2 separate regions of the Rattus norvegicus genome follow, and region 2 is linked to region 1. The links are chromatin contacts, called in public Hi-C maps. All regions are on one chromosome and are shown on one strand. The core of a region is the stretch at or near the end of the contact, and the rest is flanking DNA. Distances in the headings are between cores, read along the strand shown.

The links. A called contact is a pair of places that touch in the nucleus more often than the background predicts.
Region 2: a contact with region 1 is called in a Hi-C map of liver, with 2.7 times the contacts expected there. The contact joins two enhancer-like sites. A contact is called at or near these places in 3 of 12 Hi-C or Micro-C datasets (kidney and liver).

The regions. Positions count from the first base shown.
Region 1 is chr5:91,423,848-91,429,100 of GRCr8, forward strand. No RefSeq gene overlaps it. Among named protein-coding and RNA genes, the nearest start is that of Tle1, 450 kb to the left of the region's middle. Within about 2 kb of position 2,229, at least 1 of the 93 cell types and tissues checked has an H3K27ac peak or open chromatin away from gene starts, as enhancers often do. A contact at or near this core is called in liver, where this site is marked.
Region 2 is chr5:91,831,667-91,836,919 of GRCr8, forward strand. No RefSeq gene overlaps it. Among named protein-coding and RNA genes, the nearest start is that of Zfp101l1, 83 kb to the right of the region's middle. Within about 2 kb of position 2,860, at least 1 of the 93 cell types and tissues checked has an H3K27ac peak or open chromatin away from gene starts, as enhancers often do. A contact at or near this core is called in liver, where this site is marked.

The DNA of each region.
Region 1 (5,253 bases), core at 979-3,478:
CTCTGCTCCAGTGTCTATCAAAAACGTAACTGGGTCACCTCCAACTGACATAGTGACCATGGTCTCTTGAAGGCCTAAGAGAGTAGTGTCACAGCCCCTTTATTTTTGATTTACTATCCATCTTCCTTGTGTTTTGAAGGGTCATTACTTTCCTGGTTTTTAGATGGATGGACATTCATTCTTCCAGTGTTTGTTTTCCTTACAATATTCATCTTGTTTCCTCTTTAGTGGAACATTTGACATTTTGTTTGTTTGTTTATGAGAATTTCTACCTTGGACATGAGCAATATGAACAATATGGAACTCAGAATGAGCTGACCGGAAACCAGCCAGAATAATATTTGTCAACATATTCATTACTTATTAATTACTGTTTAGCATGTGTATCTAACTTTGGCAAGACAAAACTACAGAAACATGACCACTCGTGACCTGGGGTTGGTTGTAGACATTTATAGACATTTTTGTTTGGAATGAAATGAGGGAGTATAGTTTCATAAACTAATTTTCATGTATTTTTAAGCAAGGACTTACTAGTACAACTCTTCTTCATTTTATAGTAACCACCCAACATTATGTATTGTGATTATTTTATTATTCACAATTTCATTAGGATATTTATTAAGATTGGACTCCCTTAGTGGCTAAGCAAACTGAGACTCAGGAAAGAAATAAACTTGTATGCAACTGTTTAGCTATATAATATTCTAATATAAAATAATTTCCCAACCTCAACCAAAAGAGTCCTATAATGAGATAGAAGTCATACACTAGAAGGAAATATTTGCCAGAGACACATATGACAAAGGGCCATTAATATTAAGAAACTCTTAAAAGTAGAAGAGGTAAGAAAATGTAGATCCTGATTTCAAATTGATCAAAAGACCTGCACAGTTGCCTTACATAGGAAGATACACAGATGGCAAAGAAACATGTAAAAATGTTCCATTCCATATGCTATCCGGAAGTTAAGATAAAACAATAAAAAGTATATCTACTGTATTAAAGCAATCATAATCCATAACACTAAAATTGCCAGTTCTGTTGAAATGTGGTATAACCTGGTTCAGCTACTTGGAAGGCAGCGTAACATTGTCTTATAAAACACTGGGTATACTCTCACCAAGAAACCTTACTGCTTATGCAGTACATAGAAACCATGGACTGTGAAGGGTGCCGATGTGTTAGAGGAGTTACAACTATAACAACCTGGGCCCTAGTGCTGTGTAGCCATAACAGAGGAGGTTCTGCTCATGTCAGGCAGAGGAAGGTCTGGGAATCTGCTCTCCTTTCTATTCATTTTTACTGTGAACCTCGAGGACTCAAAAAATTGATTCACTAAAAATTAACTAAAAAGTACTTTTAGATCCTTGTCAAGGTTTATTGAGAGGGTTAGTTAACAATGACTGACTCCAAAGCAATCCATGGTTTTATCTGTGATGATTGCTGGTTTCCTTCATTGTATAGATGTAGAAAAACCTAATGACTTATATCTATCATTAGAGTAACATTAAAGTCAGTTTTCCTATTAAAATTCCTCAGTGTTCTCGTATCTACTCTTCTCTCTAATCACAGAAAAGTTGGAGAGCAACTTTATTTAGTAGATCTTTATAAATTTATAGCTTTTGTAATGACTATTGATTTATAACTCTTAACTAAATGTTGGGTAGATGTTGAGAGACGAAATTAAAGGGAAACAGTACTTCAACTACAAAAAGTAAGGTTATATATCTGAGGTTTTTTTTTTCTTTAAAAACTCCTACTCTATTAAACATAGTTATTTTAAAAATATATTGTGAATAGCCTTTTTCTTCTACAATTGAGCATGACCAGATTATTCTATGGTCATACTGACTTTCAGCAGGGCCTCCATGATCAGTACATCTTGGTGAGTTTGTAATTAATCCTCTGTATAATAATGATAATGCTCCAGAGCCTCTGTATGCCCTGACCCTGTGAGTCCTGTTTGCATTACTCTGGGTTGTGCAATGCTTCTGATTGACCTGTTGTAAATGCCAAGTGCACAGTGTCTGCTTGGAGTTCAACACAGGAGGCATGAATTGTTTGTCCATTTATAAATAAAATAAAATGTGGAGCATGATGAAGCTTGAGAGAACATATTGTCTGAAACTCTTGGATCTTATTCTCACACATATGTGCCAAGTTGTTGGGCAAAGTATAAGTTGAATGGGATGGTAGAACTGTTTACAGCCCTGTGGGGGCAGGAGGGCTGAGACCTGTGCTGGCATTGCTTCTGAGTATTAGAAAATCGTCATGTCCTGAAATTTTCATTGCATTCTCTTCCTGGTTTGCTAGTATAACCATGACAGTAGGTTTGATATATACTTGTTAAGAAAAGTAGAAGTTGGAAAATATATTCAGATGTTGCCTAACTAAGAATATATACACGGAAACCAGAAAAGCAAATTTTATTTTTTTCTAAGATGAAGTTTCTCAAGCTTATCCTCTTTAGAAATGATTGTATGTCTGGCCCCACTGAAGACTGTATTGTAGAATCCCCCTCCCCAACATTAGGGTCCTTTTTTTAGAATTGGAACACAACAGAAAACATATAAATTTCTAAATTGTTGCTAAAAGTTATTGAACAAGTGTAGTGTGGCAACGAGTTGAGAAGCACCATTGCATTAGTGAAAATGCTGACCATATGGCCTAGAATCTGCCCACAATTCTGATATTACCATGTTCTGAGTTGATAGAAAGAAGCTATCACGCCTTGAATGCCTCTTGGGTAAAGTCTGGAAAAATGAAGTTAAGTTCAAGACTCTCCCTTGGTTCTTATGGTTTATAGTTCTTTGTACACAAGTTAGAATGTCAGTGGTCAATGTTAGGTGTCCCCCTTTCTTGTCTTCATGGAGGATTACAAGGACATTAACCATTCTTACCTGACATTCGCTAATGGACAAACAGACCACATGAACAACCTGAGTCTCAAATCTAGTGATATAACACACTGTAATTTAAAAAGAACCTCAAACATTGCAGACTATTGTAAATTCTTCTGGATTCTGTTCAGAACTTGTAAGACATTTAATGACGATACTGCATGTTTGAGTCAGGATATGAGGAAACCAAGTTATTACCAACCTGGAAAATTCATCCCTACTGGCTAACTTTTATAGTGATAGAAGGTCCTATGCTCATTACTAGAGGAGAAAAATGCAAGCATCAATGAAACTAAGCTGTTAACCCTGTAAGCTATAATAATGACTTACCCTGGAAGACATACTTTCTGGTGTCATAGCAGCATGAGCTTCATAGGAGTAACAAACCCATTTCTGTTTGGATTTGAGATGCACTTAAAAAGATGTAGCCAATATATGGGACTGTTGTTAGGACAATAACTTATAATCAGAGAGATCATAGGCCCTAGCGAGAACCTATTATCATTATTCTACATTGATAAAATATTAAATTAGCTCCTAATCACCAATAAATTAGATAAACTACTCTTTGAAGTGACTGATGATCAACAAATCATTGGCCAAAGTGAAGAGAATAAGAGTCCAGGATATTCAGCCCTAAAAAGAACATATATACCACACCCAACTTCCATAGTGGAGGCATTATTGGCAATTTTTAAGATCTGGTGGAAAATGACAGTTTACTTTCTAAGAGTAGCTCAATCACCACATTTCAGTGGAAAACTATGCATTCAACAACATTTGGTTAACAAAAACTGACCTTGATAGGAATAAAAAGACATGAATCTGGGTGGGGTGGAAAGCTGGCATGCATCTGGGAAGGGTTGGGTCAGGGTGAATATGATAAAAAGAAACACGTAGTATTAAATTCCCAATGAACTAACAAAAATTAATAATTAAAAAATTAAAAATACTACAGTATATATAGTTCTCTCAGAATGTCTCTGAGCTGGTAACTGTTATTGTTCAAAGCTTATAAGAGAAAGAGATATTTTAGGAGAAAAATCTACTTTCTCAGATCATGAAAATAGACATAGGTAGTATGCTGATGATTTTCTGACAACTTGACATAAAGTAGAGTTCTGTGGGAAAAGAAAACTTCAATCTAGAAATTGATTCCTTCAGATTGGCCTATGGCCATGTGTGTGGAGGCATTTATTTAATTAATAACTTGCATGGGATGGCTCAGCCCAGTGAGTTGGTAGTATTATCCCTTGGCAGGCTACCCTGCATTGTGTAAGAAAGGTAGCTGAGGGAGCCAGGGAGAGCAAATCAGGGAGCAGAGTTCTCCAGGCTTCTCTTCAAGCGCCAGCATTTTGTTACTGCCATGGCTTCTCTTCATGATTCACTGTAAATTTTACAAAATATTAAACTGTTTCCTCTACAAATTTCAGAAAGAAGACTTGAGTTTGGTCGTTACAGAAACTATTCTTTTGTGTAATTCCAAATACGAAGCAATAAATATCACTGTCCCTTTCGTATGAATTTTGTGTGGCTATAGACACCTGTTGAAACTTCCTACATTCTAATTCCTTGAGAAGGGGGAAAAAGGCATCAATCACATCAGTTTACTATCATCCCAAAATATGTTGCATGGAAATAACATCAAACTTTGTGACTCAAATCACAACAACTTTTTCCTATGATATGCCAGACATTTGAATTATGACTCATCCTCTCATTGAAGTCAGAAAATTAATAGGGATAAGAAACAGCAGAGGAGGCTAGTAATACAAGGACAATTCAAGTCTTTGTTCATAATGTACTTGTTAACATTCCACTGGATAAAAAATAAGTCACATGGTCAAACCCTAAGGAAGCCAAATGGTAGGAAAACATACTTCCTGTTTTTCAGTAGGAGGAATTCCAAAGTGGCACTATAAAACCCCAAGAACTGAGCCACTGATATAACTTGTTAGATAGATACTATCTTCCTTTGAAAATGTAGAGTCTTATTGTATCACCTCCCACACATATTTGTGTTGGCTGGTCTCACAAAATATTACAAAATATTCTTGAAGCTAATGCCTCTTTCTTGGAGAAAGGATCGTCCTTTCTTGGAGAAAGGATCATCCTTTCTCCTAACCAGGTGCCTAGGAGTGTACAGATCAATAAACACCACTGTTGTTCCCGAGCTGGCAGAATCATCTAGGATCTTGAGGGAACAGATTCATGATCCTCACCTCAGCACTATTGAATCAGAAACTTTGGCACAGGGTTCAGGAATCTGTAGATTTGAACGTTCTGTTTGTGCTGAATAATTTCTTGTGTTGTTTTTGTCAACTTGATACATGCTAGAGTCATTTAGGAT
Region 2 (5,253 bases), core at 1,610-4,109, 410 kb after region 1:
AACCTCATCAAGACCTCCCGAAATGAGACCCACAGAGGTGGTCACTGATGCAAAAGCAAGAGGAACTGTATCATTCCAACATGTTGGGTCCATCCTACTTCAAGGGTGAGATGAGCAGATTCTATCAGGGGATTATATATCAAGCAAACAAGTGGGGCAAAATTTAAACAAGTGGGGCAAAATTTGCACAATGGTAATTAGGCAAGGTACTATGAACATTTGGTGGAACAAAACAACTTTCAGAACGGCTCAGTGTACTTTCTAAGGGAGGTCGGTTGGGAGTTACAGGTATCTTTGTGTGATAGTTTGGCTTGCAGTTGTTCCAGAAACTAAAAAATTAAAACAGCTTTTTTTTTCTTTTTTCATTTTTATTTCCTGGAAGGGAGGGATCCTCTTGCTTGAATGTTTGTTGTGGAATATTTCCAGTGGCCTTAGATTGACCCTGGCTCTGGCTCTTTCACTTTCTAAAATGATGATCTACAGATTCCATGTTGTCTGCTGCTGATTACCACCATGATACCGAGCTATGGAGCAGACTATGTTTTGGATAGAATGATGAGTATCAATAATGAAAACATCGAAAGAATTATTTTTTCTAAAAACAAAAAAGACATTTATTCAATGTTCATTCACTGGAGTACCTGGGTTATTAATAAAAGTTCTTCAGTTGAAGATAGAGCATAAATCAAGATGGCAGAAGACATGATGATTTGGTTCATAGGAATCAGAAACTTTGCTTATAACCAAAAACCAGAAATGAACCAAAGAAAACCAAGGCCATGATTTTTAGCTTTCTGGACTATAAATAATCTCATATTTTTTCTATGTCTATGTTGATTTTGAATGTGACTCCCAGGTCCAAACTCAGCCTTTTCCTGCTACTTCTTTGTTTGGTGAATGTCATTCTGGTATAGCCAAATACTGACCTGTGTGATCTGGGATGTCATTCTACTTTATGGCCTCAAAAGTATATAAGTATATAAGGATTATAATGTTCCAAATTGATTTTAAAGATCAAGTAATATTAGAAACCTATAGGTGATCAATGGGTGCTGAGTGAGGAAAACTTAGCTGTCCCTGGGGACAAGCTCCCACATAGCTTGTTCCACCCCAAGTAGTCAGTCAGGGATATATGCACATACAAACAAACAAGTCTAAATGGACTCATTTCATATATATATATATATATATATATATATATATATATATATGTAACAATAATATGACAACAGATAAAAAATTTTAGAAAGGGAGGAATGATTCGGTGGAAGAGATGAAGAGGCAGCAATGATGCAGATGAAATGCTCACAATAAAATTCTCAACGAAACAAGAGTACTAAATGTTTAAATTATACATATAAATAGAGTTAAAAATAAAGACACTTCAGAACAAAACAAAAGAGAAATATTTTAAATGTGGAAAATTATTTACATTAGGTAACTCCCATTACCCCAGGCCTTTGCATATTTCTATATATTCTTAACGATCCATAAAGAAATAGTGGCAAGCAAAGCTGAATACATGCTTGTCTATTACCTAGGAATTTAAAAGGTGGAAGACATCTATTTTATTCCAAATTTTTCTCCAGAGACAAGATCTCTTATCTCTACACTTGAAAGAATGTTTTTAGATATGGTATTATAATCACTACACCTAAAACTATGCTGGTTAGAATTCTACAATCAATTTCAGATATGTCAGACACATTAGAGAAAATGATAATGGTTTCTGCAATTTCCCTAGCAACCACCTTTAGTTCTCCTTAAAACCAAATCACTGAAGTAATTTCCAGACAGTTTATTTTGGAATCTAAACCTGAGAGGGTCAGCATACATGAAAGGTTATTTCTTACTCAGGAAAGATTGAAATATATTCAAACGTGCCATTGCTTTCAATGTGCAATATTTTCTCTGGTTTAATGCACGTTAGTAAACTTATAGAAGTAATTCAATTTAATCTGGTATTTATTGCTTTTGAAGTTAACGAATAAAATCTAACTTCCTGTTTCTTGCTTGTAACCAAGGTAAAGCTTAACCTCTGAGATATTTGATTTATTGATCCAAACTGTTCTGGAAAACAGTAACCACATAAGAAATTAATCTAGAATATGATTATTGACAGGTTACTTTATCATCATCCACAAGTACATAAATGTGTATATACTGTATTTATGCATATGCACTTGGGAGAGTCATTAAAACTTCCAGAATGTTAATAGATCTAAAAGTGAATATAGACAGATATACGCATCATGAGAAGCATAAACATGTGCACTCCTATGTATGCCTTTGCACACAGGCTCCTTTGACCAAAGATCCCTGAATAACTAAATAGAAATCATATATTTTATTTATGTGCATATTAATTATACTGAGTAAATACAGAATTGAAAAACTTCTTTGGAAAAATGTAAGATCATTTTGGTGGTAATTCATATTCAAAATTCAAACATAGTTTTAGTATCCCAAAGCAAGGCATCAATATAATTATTTCTTATATACTGAGTTTGTTCTACCAATGTCATTCAGTGATGTATTGCATGTTTAACAATCTGTGTGTATATGCATACATATATGTTCATGTGTATACATACACAAACACAAAGTTAACTTATAACAAGAAACTTAATAAAGAAAAAAATTTGCCCATCTATCTATGTCCTTCAAAAGTACTTAACTACACATAACTACACATAGACTGAGCTCAGCTGGACACTACCAGCCACACAGTCTAGCCTTAATATTGGCCATTTAATCTTGACCACACATTTTCATTTGATTATGTGCACATTCCAGCCCATAGCCAGAAAACCTAATGTGTTCATTTTAAAGTTTTCTGTGAAACTTCAAAGCCAAATACAGATTGAGAACATTCCAGGGAAGAATGATTGCTCAATGTTCTGCCATTATTTGCAGGCTCCATTAAAAACAAACAAATGAACAAGCCAAAAAAAAAAACAATAAAAAAATAGTGAGGATGGAGGCACCAGTGACACTCTTCAGATGCATCTCTATGTGATCTGTGTTGCTGAGTTATAGTTTATCTTTGAACTATGGATAGCATCTTTTTGTTTGCTATTTAAATCCAACATCAGTTTAGTAATACCAAACATTGCCTCATAGGACGAAAAATGACTGACATTCACCAAAACACTGCAACAAACTGGCTGTCAATTTTGGCTACCATTTGCAAAATAGTAAGCCTCCTTGCTGAACTGCAAATGGAAATATTGCTTTTCCTCCACTAGAAGCCATCAGCAGTCATTGCTCTTTCACCAGAAGGAAGGTCACATCATCCGTCAGGAAACTTTTGGCTGCTTATAATTACAGCCTGCAGTGTACAGACAAATGCAATCTTTAAAATGCTAACTGTGTTATACCCAGGGGACTCCTAGGAACAAATGTAGCATGGCCTCACTAGTTTGTTTTAGCAAGGACTTACAGTGCTGATTGAAAACAGCTGAGCTAAATCAACACTTACCTTGATCCAGGGGCCTTAGCAGAGCAATTAGAGTCAAGGCTGGGTTTTGAACTCAGTGTGCTGTCAGTCAGGACAACTTGAGTTTGGTATACTCAGACTCATTTCCTGCATGAAATATGAGACTGTATAAAGAAGAAAAATTCCCAAGATTAAAAAAGTATTTGACCTCAGTACGTTTGTAAGTGGAGAAGTGCAAATGTTTAAATGACCACTTGGGTTTGTAGTACAAAGGTCTATTGATGTTGGCAGCCCCAGCTTCCCTGTCATAAAGCCACATGAATGGTTTTGAGTTTCAGCCAAAAATGTCTTCCACATGCTTTCATGGGGACCAATTTACACAGTCAATTTTGTCGATACTGTGGCCAAGTGCTTCATAAAGGGCTGCCTTCTCTGGGATCAGGAAAACCACAACAGACACATTGCTAATGCAATCTAATTATCTGCCTGAATATTTTTCCAGATGTATTCAGTGTCTAAAAATACTGCAGGAAAATGGTATCATCCAACTCCTTTGCTTGAAACAGTGGCATAAAGATCCTGGTTGTCTAGAGAGGAAGTTATTAGGCTGTGCGTATATCACGGTTTTGACTCAGTCAGACAAAATAATACCCTAGGCTGGGCCATGTTTCTGTTTGAATGAGTCTTCTGAAAAGGAGACCTGCACATCAAGATTATGTTGTTCTGTAAAAAAGATGACCCCTTTACTCACTCAATGAAAATTCCTCTCCTTCAAAGCTTTCTACTTAGATCTAGGATGGTGTAACACTTGACAACTCATTCCCGGCTTTGCCTGCTTAGCAACTTGTCCTATCCACAGGGACAGTTGCCTTACTTTCAGGTGAAAACAAACCATTTGATGAATAAAATCAGAAGTTTTTACCCTGTCTCCAACAGAAAAACTGCCGGTTCCAAAGTGTTTGATGATTTATTTCTGTTTGGATTTTTCTGTTTTTATTTATATACCATCTCCCCTATACTCTTCCTCCATTTTCCTCCTCCCCTCCTTTTTTCCTTCCCCTCTCTTTTGCTCCTCTCACCATCCTCTTTCTTTATCTCATTTGGCACTCATATGCCCAACAGAAACAAGATGTTATTCCAAGTTATTGCTCAAGCTTTTGGCCACTGGGTTTACTCCAAATAAACTCCAAGACCTGGGAAAATACAAATTCATTATAAGGACTTACTAAGCTAAATAGATAGGTCACTTCATGTACTCTGTGTCTTTACACACACCTGTAATAAGGACTTCAGACTTAACTATTTAATTCCTAATAAACAGCCAAGTCTGAGAAGTCCACATTAATCTCAGATCTAGTAGAAGTTTAGTTTTGCATTATACCTTTTGAGAAGTAATAACAAAAGACAAGACATTATCTCCTCGTATTTGCTTGGTCTTATGGATAACAACATTGCCAGTTTCTATAGCTCATAACACCAATAGAATAAATGATGACAGTAATTACACAGTGAACTTTGCAAATGAAACTAAAAGAGTAGAAATCCAACTGCTGAGAACTTGACATGAGCTCAACACACAAGTGCCCCAGGCTGCCTTCTTTGTCCCCATTAACTGAGCTATTATCCTTATAATGAAAGCTTTAATTAATAATTTTAATTCACTTTTTCTTGTGAAACCCTGGAACCAGATTCTCAGTCACTCTTTCATTTCCTTGTACCTCCAGATTGGATGTGTTTTCAAAATATATTCATCATTCTGAAATGATGCCTTTAGGAAATGAGGTCCCAGGAGTGATTCAATTAGGAAAAAACAA